Linked DNA regions of Capsicum annuum: region 2 is linked to region 1. The links are chromatin contacts, called in public Hi-C maps. All regions are on one chromosome and are shown on one strand. Each heading gives the region's core, a stretch centred on a gene start, on an enhancer-like site or on the middle of the called end of the contact. The rest is flanking DNA. Distances are from core to core; before and after follow the strand shown.

Evidence for each region. Hi-C and Micro-C count contacts between places; a contact is called where the count stands out from the background.
Region 2: a contact with region 1 is called in a Hi-C map of leaf, with 2.4 times the contacts expected there. The contact joins the promoter of LOC107863138 here to the enhancer-like site in region 1. A contact is called at or near these places in 5 of 5 Hi-C or Micro-C datasets (bud, leaf, pericarp and 1 more).

What each region holds. Positions count from the first base shown.
Region 1 is chr3:229,642,759-229,648,791 of UCD10Xv1.1, forward strand. No RefSeq gene overlaps it. Among protein-coding and RNA genes, the nearest start is that of LOC107863137, 36 kb to the left of the region's middle. Within about 2 kb of position 3,638, at least 3 of the 5 cell types and tissues checked have an H3K27ac peak or open chromatin away from gene starts, as enhancers often do. A contact at or near this core is called in leaf and pericarp, where this site is marked.
Region 2 is chr3:229,770,901-229,776,933 of UCD10Xv1.1, forward strand. It overlaps LOC107863138 (probable pectinesterase/pectinesterase inhibitor 61), which reads left to right and starts at 2,301. Exons shown (of 3, transcript XM_016708939.2): 1 at 2,301-3,590; 2 at 4,386-4,522. The coding sequence starts at 2,662.

The sequences.
Region 1 (6,033 bases), core at 2,388-4,887:
GGAAGAAATAGAAAGACTAACTGATCGGGGCGCCAGCGATCGACTAATAGAAAAGAAAGAAAGAAAGAAAGAAAGAAAGAAAGAGAAATTCATACTTATAAAATTCTAATGTATTTGTATATACAATTTATAGGTTAAAACTTACACGCACTCGGTGTATACATCAAACCAATACATGCATGACATGTGTCTGGATTTAGTGTTCATTTTACCTTACCATGATCAATTAACAAGTATTTTACTTAATTTAATTACTTAATCATGATAAAGAACATTAGTTTGATGTATACACTGGATGCGTGTAAATTTTTACCTAATTTTTTTTATATATATACACACACACACACAAAATTTCTTTTTATACGTTTGTACTAAAAAAAGACTAATTATGAAAGGAGAATCACTAACAATTTTTGTTATATAGAAGGAGAATATTGAGGAAAGTTGAAGATAATAATGAGCATTAATTATCTCTATTTCTTTTAAATTAATATTTATTATATTATATAAATGAATTCTAAATACATTTGATCACTAACTAATGTCTATAGAATGTAAAATTTAGATCATAAAATTAGTTAAAAGAAGTTTAAAGTGTCTATATGTAAAATTTTGCCTATATTTTTAGGATAGGGAAGCCTAGGATCGGAGAAAGGTTGGGAATTTCAATACTGAAATTAATCATTTGACACAGTAATGATCTGAAATATCATTTTCCATATTGCCTCATCCACTATAAACATTCACATGCACATGATCACTTTATGAAATATTATGATAATAATAATAATAACAACAAACTTAACGTAATTTCATAAATGAGATTTGAAAATAATAGCATATATAAAAATTTTATTTTTATTTTAAATAAGTAAAGAAATTGTTTTTGATAGATCATTAACTCAAATAAAAAATAAGAAACCATTTCAAAGCAGATTTGGAAAAAAAAAATACTAAAGTGAGGAAGACATGGAAATTACTAAGGAAAGCATTACATAGAATTCAAAAAAAAAAAAAAAAAGCATAACAATAATTAAATAATATAATAATCAAAGTACAAAAAACAACATATAATATAAAACAAAATAGAAAAGCCAGAAACTACAGAACGACACTAAAATACCGGTATGAAAGGAAAAGCTGACACAGTGCTCCAAGCATATGCAATCAAAGAGCGAGACAACGCCTAACTAGCAACTAACCATCTACTTTAATTCACGATCTCCATCTAATGTCATGTTATTCTCGATAAACTGAAGATAATTTATGAACTATTATTTCTCTAAGCAGAAATAGAAGTGGAAACAATATTTTATGCATGCCAATTTAGTTTAGATTATGGCTGTCAAGTGGGCCGGGCCGGGCCAACTCGGAATTGGCCCATGTTATTTAACCGAATTGAGGGCCGGGTTGGAGTCTAAGTGAGTCGGGCCGATCCGGGCCCAACAGTAAAAAAATCAAAAACCACCCTAACCCGGCCCACTTAATCCAACCCGATTAAACCCACTTAAATCCGGTCAAACTCGATCAAAAATATTTTAAAAAAAACTTTTTTTCAATATACATTATATATACCCACCTATATACATTATAAATACGTTAAACAATATATATACACTATTATATAGTATATACTACATTAGAATTTAAAAAATATATACACATATATACGCACCATCCAAATATATATGTACTACGTTAAACTTTAAAGTTTAAATAAAATATACTACAACATATATATATATATATATATATATATATATATATATATATACACACACATGTATACGTTAAATATACACGTCTATAGAAGATCTATTCACATATATACTCTCTATTCTATGAATATGTAATACTTTAAATCAAAAATACTATAATATACATACATTACAATATATATTTGTATAGTTATATACTAATTTATAAAACATATACACATGTATACGTTAAATATACACGTCTATAGAAGATCTATTCACATATATACACTCTATTCTATGTATATGTAATACCTTAAATCAAATATACTATAATATATATACATTACAATATATATTTGTATAGTTATATACTAATTTATAAAATATATACACATGTATACGTTAAATATATACATTTATAGAAGATCTATTCACATATATACACTATGTATATGTAATACTTTAAATAAGATATACTACAGTATATATACATTACAATATATATTTGTATAGTTATATACTAATTTATAAAATATATACACATGTATACGTTAAATATACACGTCTATAGAAGATCTATTCACATATATACACTCTATTCTATGTATATGTACTACTTTAAATGAAATATACTATAATATATTTGTATAGTTATATACTAATTTGTAAAACATATACACTTGGATACGTTAAATATATACGTCTATAGAAGATATATACACACCATTCAATATATATGTACTAGTTTAAATAAAATATATACTACAATATTTATATATATATATATATATATATAGTTATATACTAATTTATAAACCATATACATAACGTATACATTAAATATACTCATCTATAGAAGATATATACACACATATATATACCATTCAATATATTCACTACTTTAAATAAAACATACACTACAATATATATACTAATTTATAAAACATATACACATATATACGTTAAATATATACTACTTTATATTTAGAAGATATACACACACACATATATATACCATTCAATATATACACTACCTTAAATAAAAGTATAAAATATATGCTACTTAATATAATAAATTAATAATACTTGATAGTAAATTAATAATGTATTAAAACTAAGTTTTTAATTTCAGTTTGTGAAATTTTGAATTTAAAAAAAAAAAAAAAAAATCTTAACCAGGCTGGGTCAGGCCGGTTAATCGGTGGGCCCAAATCAGGTTGGGTCCGGACTGGATTAACCGGGCCCAAATCAAAAACCCAACCGAACCGGGACCCAGACCCCTAAAGCCCTTGGGCTTATCGGGATGGGTCAAACCGGGCTAGTTTAATTATGTGGGCCGGTTCAGGTCAGTATCGGCCCGTTTGACACCCATAGTTGTTTAGATTACATGAAAGAAAGAGAGAATCCTTTTTTACTTTCTGATTTTTTCATTTGATATCATTTTAGAGCTCGATTGTTTTGATATCATACTCACAGCTCACTCTTTCAAGTGTCAATTTTTTTGTACTTCTCATTTGGCGTTAGATATTTACTTTGTAGTCCAACTAAGAATTAACCTCCATATATCACACGTCCTTCAACTATTATTGTTGAAACTTCAGTCCTAGTAAAATTGACAAATTTTATGCACACTCCTCACATCTTGTCTATCCAATATTACATTAAATTATATTTTCTGAAATATTTCTATGCAATCATTCTAGTTTGGAATTAATTAGCGATAACACATACTATGAGAAATATTTCACTATTCCATGTTGAATTATATGAAAATATAAATAATGAGATGGCTACATCGATAATGACCCCTAACCTTCCAATAAGCTAAAGAAATATATGTACTTTAATTAATTGAGTCGATATATATAGGTAGATATCCGACAACAAATAAAGTTTAAGGTCTATTCAACCTTATATTTTCCAAATGAATCTGATTAATATTAAATATTAATTATTTAAAATATATATAGTCGTACCAGCAGCTGCATGTGAGCTGGTCGATGTTACAAACAAGACCTTAAAACTAAAATCCAATTGAATCCTAATTATTTGTTACGACTATTAATGTTAATTCATACATTCATACAATAAAACCAACTTTGGTGGTTTCTTGTTTGTTTCCTTTAGTAGGGTCGTGATATATAAGTTTGTGAATATAACACATATAATAGTCAAGGGACGTGCAATCAAACACAGAAATCAAAAAGAGTATTTATATGACTAATAATAATAATATTTCTCCAATGAGGAACTCTTCACGTGGTGGATGGCTTATCAACATCCATTGAGTATTACTATTATATGGAGTGAATGACATTTTTTAAGGACACAATGAATTATGTGGGATTAGAAATTTTTGATTTCGGGAGACAAATTTTTATGAGATTTTTAATCTTTGGAGAAGAAAATCCTTCAAATATTTGTCCATTTTATTAAATGAAGAAAGATAATAATATTCTCCTTTTTCATCCTTTGATGCTGCTAATGCTGAACATGAAACAATAGCAAACATTAAATCTGGCATCTCAATACGTAAGTGATGGCTTAGCCTTAGATAAATGCAATTCAAAGATTAATTAAGTTGGAGATTGTGGACATTAAATTTACACAACCAATTTAGAATAGCTCTTCTAGTTTTTCAGAGCAACAGATAGAAAGATGGAAACATGTTGTTTATACGTCATACAACAATGTATCAATATTGTATAAAGAGTGTCTAGCCATGTATATGGATGTATAAGTATGTACAAGAGATGTATATACATTCATATACACGGTTATACAATATATTCTAAGACTAATTAAGTTGGAGATTGCGGACCTCAAATTTACACCACCAACTTAGAATAGCTCTTTCAATTTTTTGAAGTAACAGATAGAAAGATGGAAGCAAGTGGATACAATGTTTATACATCATATGTTTATAGCTATACACTACTTATACAATATAGATTCATTACATATATAGTATATAATAATGTATAAATATTGTAGATGTATATACATCTTTTGTACATAGTTATACATCATATATATTCGGTAGACACTATTTATATAGCATAGAGACACTATATGTTCATACGGTTATTAGTTGGAAAAACATTTGTTGGGAGAGGGGAGGGTATATTTTGTGTAATACCCTATATTCTATTTTGGGATTATACTGAATATATTATTGTATATTTATGTAAAAATCTCGAAATTAGCAGGTCAATAATCAGTCCAAACTAGCTTAAACGAATTGGGCTGATTTTTCCTCCTCCAATGTCCAAGTGTCAACATACACATCTCTCTACCTCATCATATGAACAAATTTGAGTACATGGGGGCATTATTTAATCAGAATGTTCTACGCAACACTAACACTAGATTGATCATAGGCACAAAAGTACATGGAATTTGTGTCAATTGGAGTACTTCTTGAATCATGAAAATTACGATTACTCTTATTTTAAATAAAATTAAGTTTCAATTTTATCTTAATTCTACTATGTGTTTGCCTCTATATATATGACAATTATGCATGGAATATGACTCTAGGATCCAATATGCATCGATGTAAGGCTTATTTTCTTATCTACTCTTCATCTATTGTATATAAGTGATATGCATGCATGTAGGGCAGGTTCGAATCTCTTTCGACGAAAAATTATATTATTTTTACATGATTAGAAATATTTCTATGTATATATACTAGATGTTGAATTCCTTCAGCTAGTTCGTATGTTTATTAGATGTTGAACCCCTTCAGTTAGTTCGTATGTTTACTTGTGAACCCCTCAATAAAAATTTGGGCTCCGTCTAAACACAAATCAAAAAGCGTACTATATGACCAATAATATTTCTCCTATGGAAAACTCTTCACGTGGAGGATGCTTATCATTTATCAACATCCATTAATCAAATCATTTATATATAAATTATTATATACTAGTACTATTTTGGCCACTATTGTTACAGCAAAACTGCAAGTTAATCATATATACAAGGCTCCTTTTTTTTGGTTAAAACGCAAGAATAATCTAATCCGGTTGAAAATGGTCTAATTTAGAACTACTTCTTTTATCCTAATATATCTATGCGTTTTCTTTTTAATTTGTTTCCAAAAAAATCTATAATTATTTAATTTAATTTTAAAATTCCTCTTTACCGTTAATGAAATAATTATATAATAAAATTGTTTTACATTTTATGTCATTCAAATGGTGGCATATAAATTCAGACGAAGAAAATACACTAGAAGAAACAGAGGTTCTTCCCATCACGAATCAGTACTGGGAATTTTGTGTTATAAAACATGATTCTCCCACCCATTTTCCACGAACTCGACTCA
Region 2 (6,033 bases), core at 1,051-3,550, 130 kb after region 1:
GATGAAACGTATTATTCGGCGACTTTGTAGCCCATACAGACATATTACTATCTTTCAGGGCTACAACTTTCTTGTCAAACATTGAATTTTTTAAAAATAATTAATTTACAATGATTTTTAATCAAAGACGATCTCCCTGTTTTGTCCAACTATTTTGTTGTTGTTTATTCCCCATCCGATAGCTCATAGGGTTAAAATTTATCCACACCCGATATATACATCAAGTCAATATGTGCAATGCTATGTGTTTGAATTTATAATTCGTATTGCCTAATCCTGATTAATTAACATGTATTTTACTTCATTTAATCACTTAACCATGATAAATTATATTAATTTGATATATACACCGGGTGCGAATAAGTTTTATCATCTCATAGTGCATGTATTCAATTTTTTATGAGAAAAAAACAAGTTACAGGTAAAACTGAAATTTAGAGAGAGAAGAGAACATATTCGTTTTTGTTAATTACGCTCGTTTTTTTTATTTCTTTAAAAAAAGGTGACAGAAGAAAATTGCGTAGTCCTAATAAACATATGTTGTTTTCTCTACAATAAGTGTAGCAGTATTTACATGGCAAAAAGGAAACTTAGGCAGTTAAAATTAGTCAATGCCATACAAGATTCTCTCCCTTAATAATTGACGAATAAATAGCCGTTTAACAACAACAACAGATTCAGTATATTCTCACAAAGTGATATAAATAGCTGTTTAAAATAAGAATAAAAAGATGGTACAGCATGGAAATACAGAATGAGGTGGGGATTATTTTGTTTTTGAGCAAGCTGGTGGTTGTTGTATAGATACAATTAAATATTTAGTCATCATACAATATTAAGATTTACGTATAAACATAAGATTTACGTAAATATATGTTTATTTATATAACTGCTTTTGTAGTACTAGTAGTAGTACTTTACAAGAGACATAGTAGGCAATCAGAAAAAAGAGAGGCTAAAGAGGAAACTAGCACTTCATCTCGTTTATTTGTCGTGCTTATTAGAAATAATTAATCCAAAATTATAATTATTTTAAAAATTTAAGACATAAATACTTAGTACTTCATTAGTTTTTACTCTTACATAACAGTTTCCTTTTCCTTTGAATCGCAATAAATATAGAGAAACATTACTATAATAAAAAAATTAGTAATTAAATTAAATAATAATAATAATAACACTAATAAACTAATTTAATCATATTATTTATTTATATTTTAGTAATCAAGATACAAAAAAAATATACTAACAAATAAAAATGAAGCAGAGGTATTACTAAGCTATAATAGTAGGGGCAGGTCAAAAAGATTTCCATTGGAAATATCATGAGTACTGTATATATGAGTGGATCCCAACTCCTTGAAGGAATGAATACTGAACTTGGCATTCTAAAGAAAGAAAACAAAAACGTAGGATTTCGTGGGAAGAATCTGATAAATTATTGTACTTTGTCAAAGTATATTTTATTTTGACACTCCCAGTTACTTTGTACTGGCCAGCCGAAATCTATAAAATTTGTACAGAAAATAATTAATCGCAGGGAATTTTTTATCAAGTGTTTTGATTACACAATTGACAGTAATCATATGAAGTTTCTTTTATCTCATAGAAAATTGAATCGAAATCTTATACTTTTAGGTCGACAAACTTTAGAAGCTCAAACAACTAATCACAAACTAGAGTAAATTATTTATCGCTTCGCTCTTACTTTCTAGTCCAGTGCTGAAAGGGTTAACGAATACTTTTAAATGCCTTATTCTCAACTAGCGCAATACTTTTAAATGCCTTTGTTCTCAAATCATTCTTAAGATTAAAGTTGGCATGGGTATTACCTAATAATAAATACATACAAAAAGTAATACAATCTTAACTGTATTTGGTCCCACTTCCCAATCCTCAAAAGTTAATAGTATAAACTAGCGCTAAAAGTCCATTACCAATTATTAAACCTTCTAAATCAAACTAACGTGGGTAAGGGGAAAAAAATCAACTAACGTGATCTATGGGTTAGTTAACCCAAAAGATTTCTAATAAACTAACTAAAATCCACCACAAATACTTTTTCGTCAGAAAAGCAGAACAAAATAGTACTACCAACTTACTATTCGTTATTCCTAGTGCTAGTCTGATCTATGAATAGACAAAGAATAATGGACTTTTCCAACTTTAATTAATGATAAAGAAATCTCATTCATCTCGTTATGTAGTCCAAAATTCTTCTGCTCACTAGCGATGGGCATAGCACAACACTCAGAACGTCTTGACTGAAACTCGGTATATACTAGTGTATAACTCATGTATATAATAATTAATATAACAATGGAGCTCTTTTGAATATTTGATATCTGTCATACCATGCTCACTCCTACTCATTATTGTGACTTTGCTCCATTCACCAATTAATCACTACATAATCACAGAGTCACAAACTAATAAGTCGAAGCCAGCTAACTCTCTTCTCCCTTAAGACATCGACCTCACACCAACCACTAAAAATCCTTCTTCTTAATTTACCATAACTCACTCTTCCACCGCCCAATATATACTCACTATATTCTTGCATTCTCCCTCACACTCTTCCACTCAATAACTTCACTTGTCCCATTTTTCATTCAACAATTACATAATCTTTCTAAAACTAGTTAGTACTAATTCATAAAAATGGGCTATGGCCGTCTAGGAAAACCCGACCCAGGAGAAACCTCCGGCAGGGTCATGATTCCCAATCCAAATCCCAAACCCCGCTGCTCTAAGATCAAATTCCTTGTAAGTTTTGCTACTGTACTTCTACTTGCCGCTGCAATTTCAGTTGCAGTTTTGGTCGGTGTGAAGCATAAGGCTGGAAACAGAATAGATAAACCAAGTCAAGCTATGGCGCATACCTGTAGTCGCACACTGTATCCATCTCTCTGTCTGAATTCTCTGATCAATTTCCCTGGCGCTAACTCTGCGTCCGACAATGATCTCGTTCACATTTCCGTCAATTTAACACTCCAGCGCTTCGATAAAGCGCTTTACGTTGCTTCCGATATCAACAACCTGCAAATGAACACTCAAACACGATCAGCTTACGACGATTGTCTCGAATTATTGGAGGAATCAATAGACCTTTTATCACAATCATTAACCTCTGTTTTCCCCGGGGATAGCAATTCTCCGACGGGATCGACAAATGACGTGATGACGTGGCTAAGCGCGGCGTTGACAAATCAGGACACGTGTACTGACGGCTTCGCTGATGTTACTGGGAATGTGAAGGATCATATGTCGGAGAACCTTAAGGACTTATCTGAATTAGTGAGTAATGCTCTCGCCATTTATGCTGCTGCAAATGGCGACGACGACTTCTCTGGAATTCCGATACAGAATCGACGGCGGAGATTGATGCATTTTGAAAAATATCATGATGAATTTCCGAAATGGATGTCACGGAGGGACAGAAAATTGATGAATAAATCAGTGTCGGCGATTCAAGCTGATATTATTGTGGCCAAGGACGGTACTGGAACGGTGAAGACGATAGCAGAGGCAATTAAAAAGGTGCCAGAAAAGAGTAATAAACGGACTATAATTTACGTCAAGGCAGGAAGGTAAAATTCAAATTACTCACCCGAATATAAGCTTCAAATTTTATAAAAATAGAAAATATTCTATAATTACATAAAAATATACTTCCTCCGTTAAAAAAAAAAGAAAAAAAAAATGACCTCTATTCACGTGATTCAAAAATTATATTTAAAAATTATACTTAAAATAATTTTAATTTATAATCATAAAATTCAAAAATAATCTTTACTTTTCTAAATTTCATGCAAGTCAAATTAGATTTTTTTTTTTAACAAAAGAAGTACTAATACTTCCTTCCTTTTAGTTTCGGCCTACTTTTCCTTCATTATGCTGCAAAAAAAGACCCTTTTTTAATTTATTTAATTTTAACATTCATTTGACAAATTTAAAATTATTAAATTAAAGTATATTTTAATTTAAAATTATAAAATATAAAAAATTATTTCCTTTTAAACGTTATCAAGTCTAAAAATTAAAATAAAAAAATAATTCATATTATATATAAAAAAATTGACCAAAAGCAATTAATTGACTTGCAAAGTTTCAATTATTACCGCGTAAATTGAGCGGAAGGAGTTTTTTTTTTTTTTTTTTTTTTTGATCGGGTACAAAGTTGTTGGAAAAGTGAAACTTTTTGATTCACTTTTTGGTAACGTATCTGATGCCCTTTTCAATCTATTTTTTATTTCACATATACGTGGCACACTCAAAAGTAATCTTTCCTTCAATTCTTTATCGTAGTGATTAAGCAATTTGACTTGGTATTGTTTATCATTTTATTATAGTAAAAGTATTTTACAATAATAAATGAATGACAGGTATGAAGAAAATAATTTGAAGGTAGGGAGGAAGAAAATGAACGTGATGTTCATAGGGGATGGGAAGGGGAAGACGGTGATTACAGGAGGAAAAAGTATATCCCAGCACCTAACAACTTTTCATACTGCCTCCTTTGGTAAAATTCTCACTCTTCGATACTTCATCAAATTTATTTCACTTATCATATTTTTCTCCGTATTCTGAATGTTTTTTAAAAGTAATTATGTGCATTAAAGTTTTTCGTTGTGTGGTTATTGAAGAAAAGCCAAATCACAAATATCTATTTTTTTTTGTCACATTCATAATTATTAAGTAAAAATAAAATAAAAATTATTTCTTTCATTTTAATTTGTTTATCGTACTTTTCTTTTAGTTCGTTTAAAAAACAAGTTTGTTTTCAGTTTTTGGTAACTTTATAATTTTAAATTTTCACGTAAGATATTGTTTAAGAGTCAAGAGTAAAGAACATTTTGATATATTTTATGTATCTTTAGTTAAGATCATAAGATTTAATTTATTTTTTTTTGTTAAATTTTATGTATAATCAAAACCAAATAAAAAAATATTGAAATAAAGAGAGTAATAATTAATTACTATATCTTAACTTTGTAAAATTATTATTATCATGCAACTACTAAAAATCACAAAATATAATAACAATATGCTCCTTCCGTTTCATAATAAATAAATTGTTGGATTTTGGCACACATATTAAGAAAAAAACATTAAAGACATAAATTTAACACAATTTTTTATTTTTACCCCAAAAAAAAAAAAGTTGACCTTGTAATACCTTTTCAAAAGTTAATTGGTTATCAAATCATAAGGACAAATTTGAAAAAAATTTAATGATTCACTTATTTTGAAACATCAATAAATACCCCAACAATTCAGTTATTCTGAAACGGAGAAAGTACTTAATAAAATATTACGAGTAAAATTTTTTTAAAAAATGAGTATCCATAAATATTGCCTCTATCTTTTCGAGTCAAAGAGGAATATAGTATCTTATCTTTATTTTTGGTGTCACATGAAATTAAATTTGGAAAGAGTGGGCATGGAGAATACTGGCTGGCGGCGTCTAAGCAGAGCATGTGGTAGAAAATGCTCGTGCATGGGATGTCATTGAATTCTTATTACCAAATCCTAATTAAGTTCTCCTAGCTTTAGCCCTTTGCACTTCTTCTGTCTTTTATTTATGTGGCCCACCTCACCCAAAAAAGTATTCCTGATTTACATGTTATGAGTTGGGATTTGTGATTTGGAATTTTACATGCTCCATCAAGTTTATTGCATTCAAAACCTATTCAGATAGCGATATGACCTAACTAATTTTGGTGGCCACAATTTAAAGATGGAATATAGCTATTGTAGGAGCAGGTGAGCTCATGACTCATTGTCCATGTCCTTTGATTCGTCAATTAAGTTCGCATTTGTGTTTAACTTGGTTATTTTGCAAGTACACTTCTAACATCTACCATAGAGATGGTATGTTTGGTGGTGACATGGGAGCTAAAATATAGGAAATAGAGCGATGAGGTTTCTCTCGCGCCATAGTGGGCTACTAGTGAGAGGCTTGGACGACGGGATATTAGCTCAGTGATACAGCACGCCTTTGATAATGCGTGGTGGTGCTTGGGCTGTGAG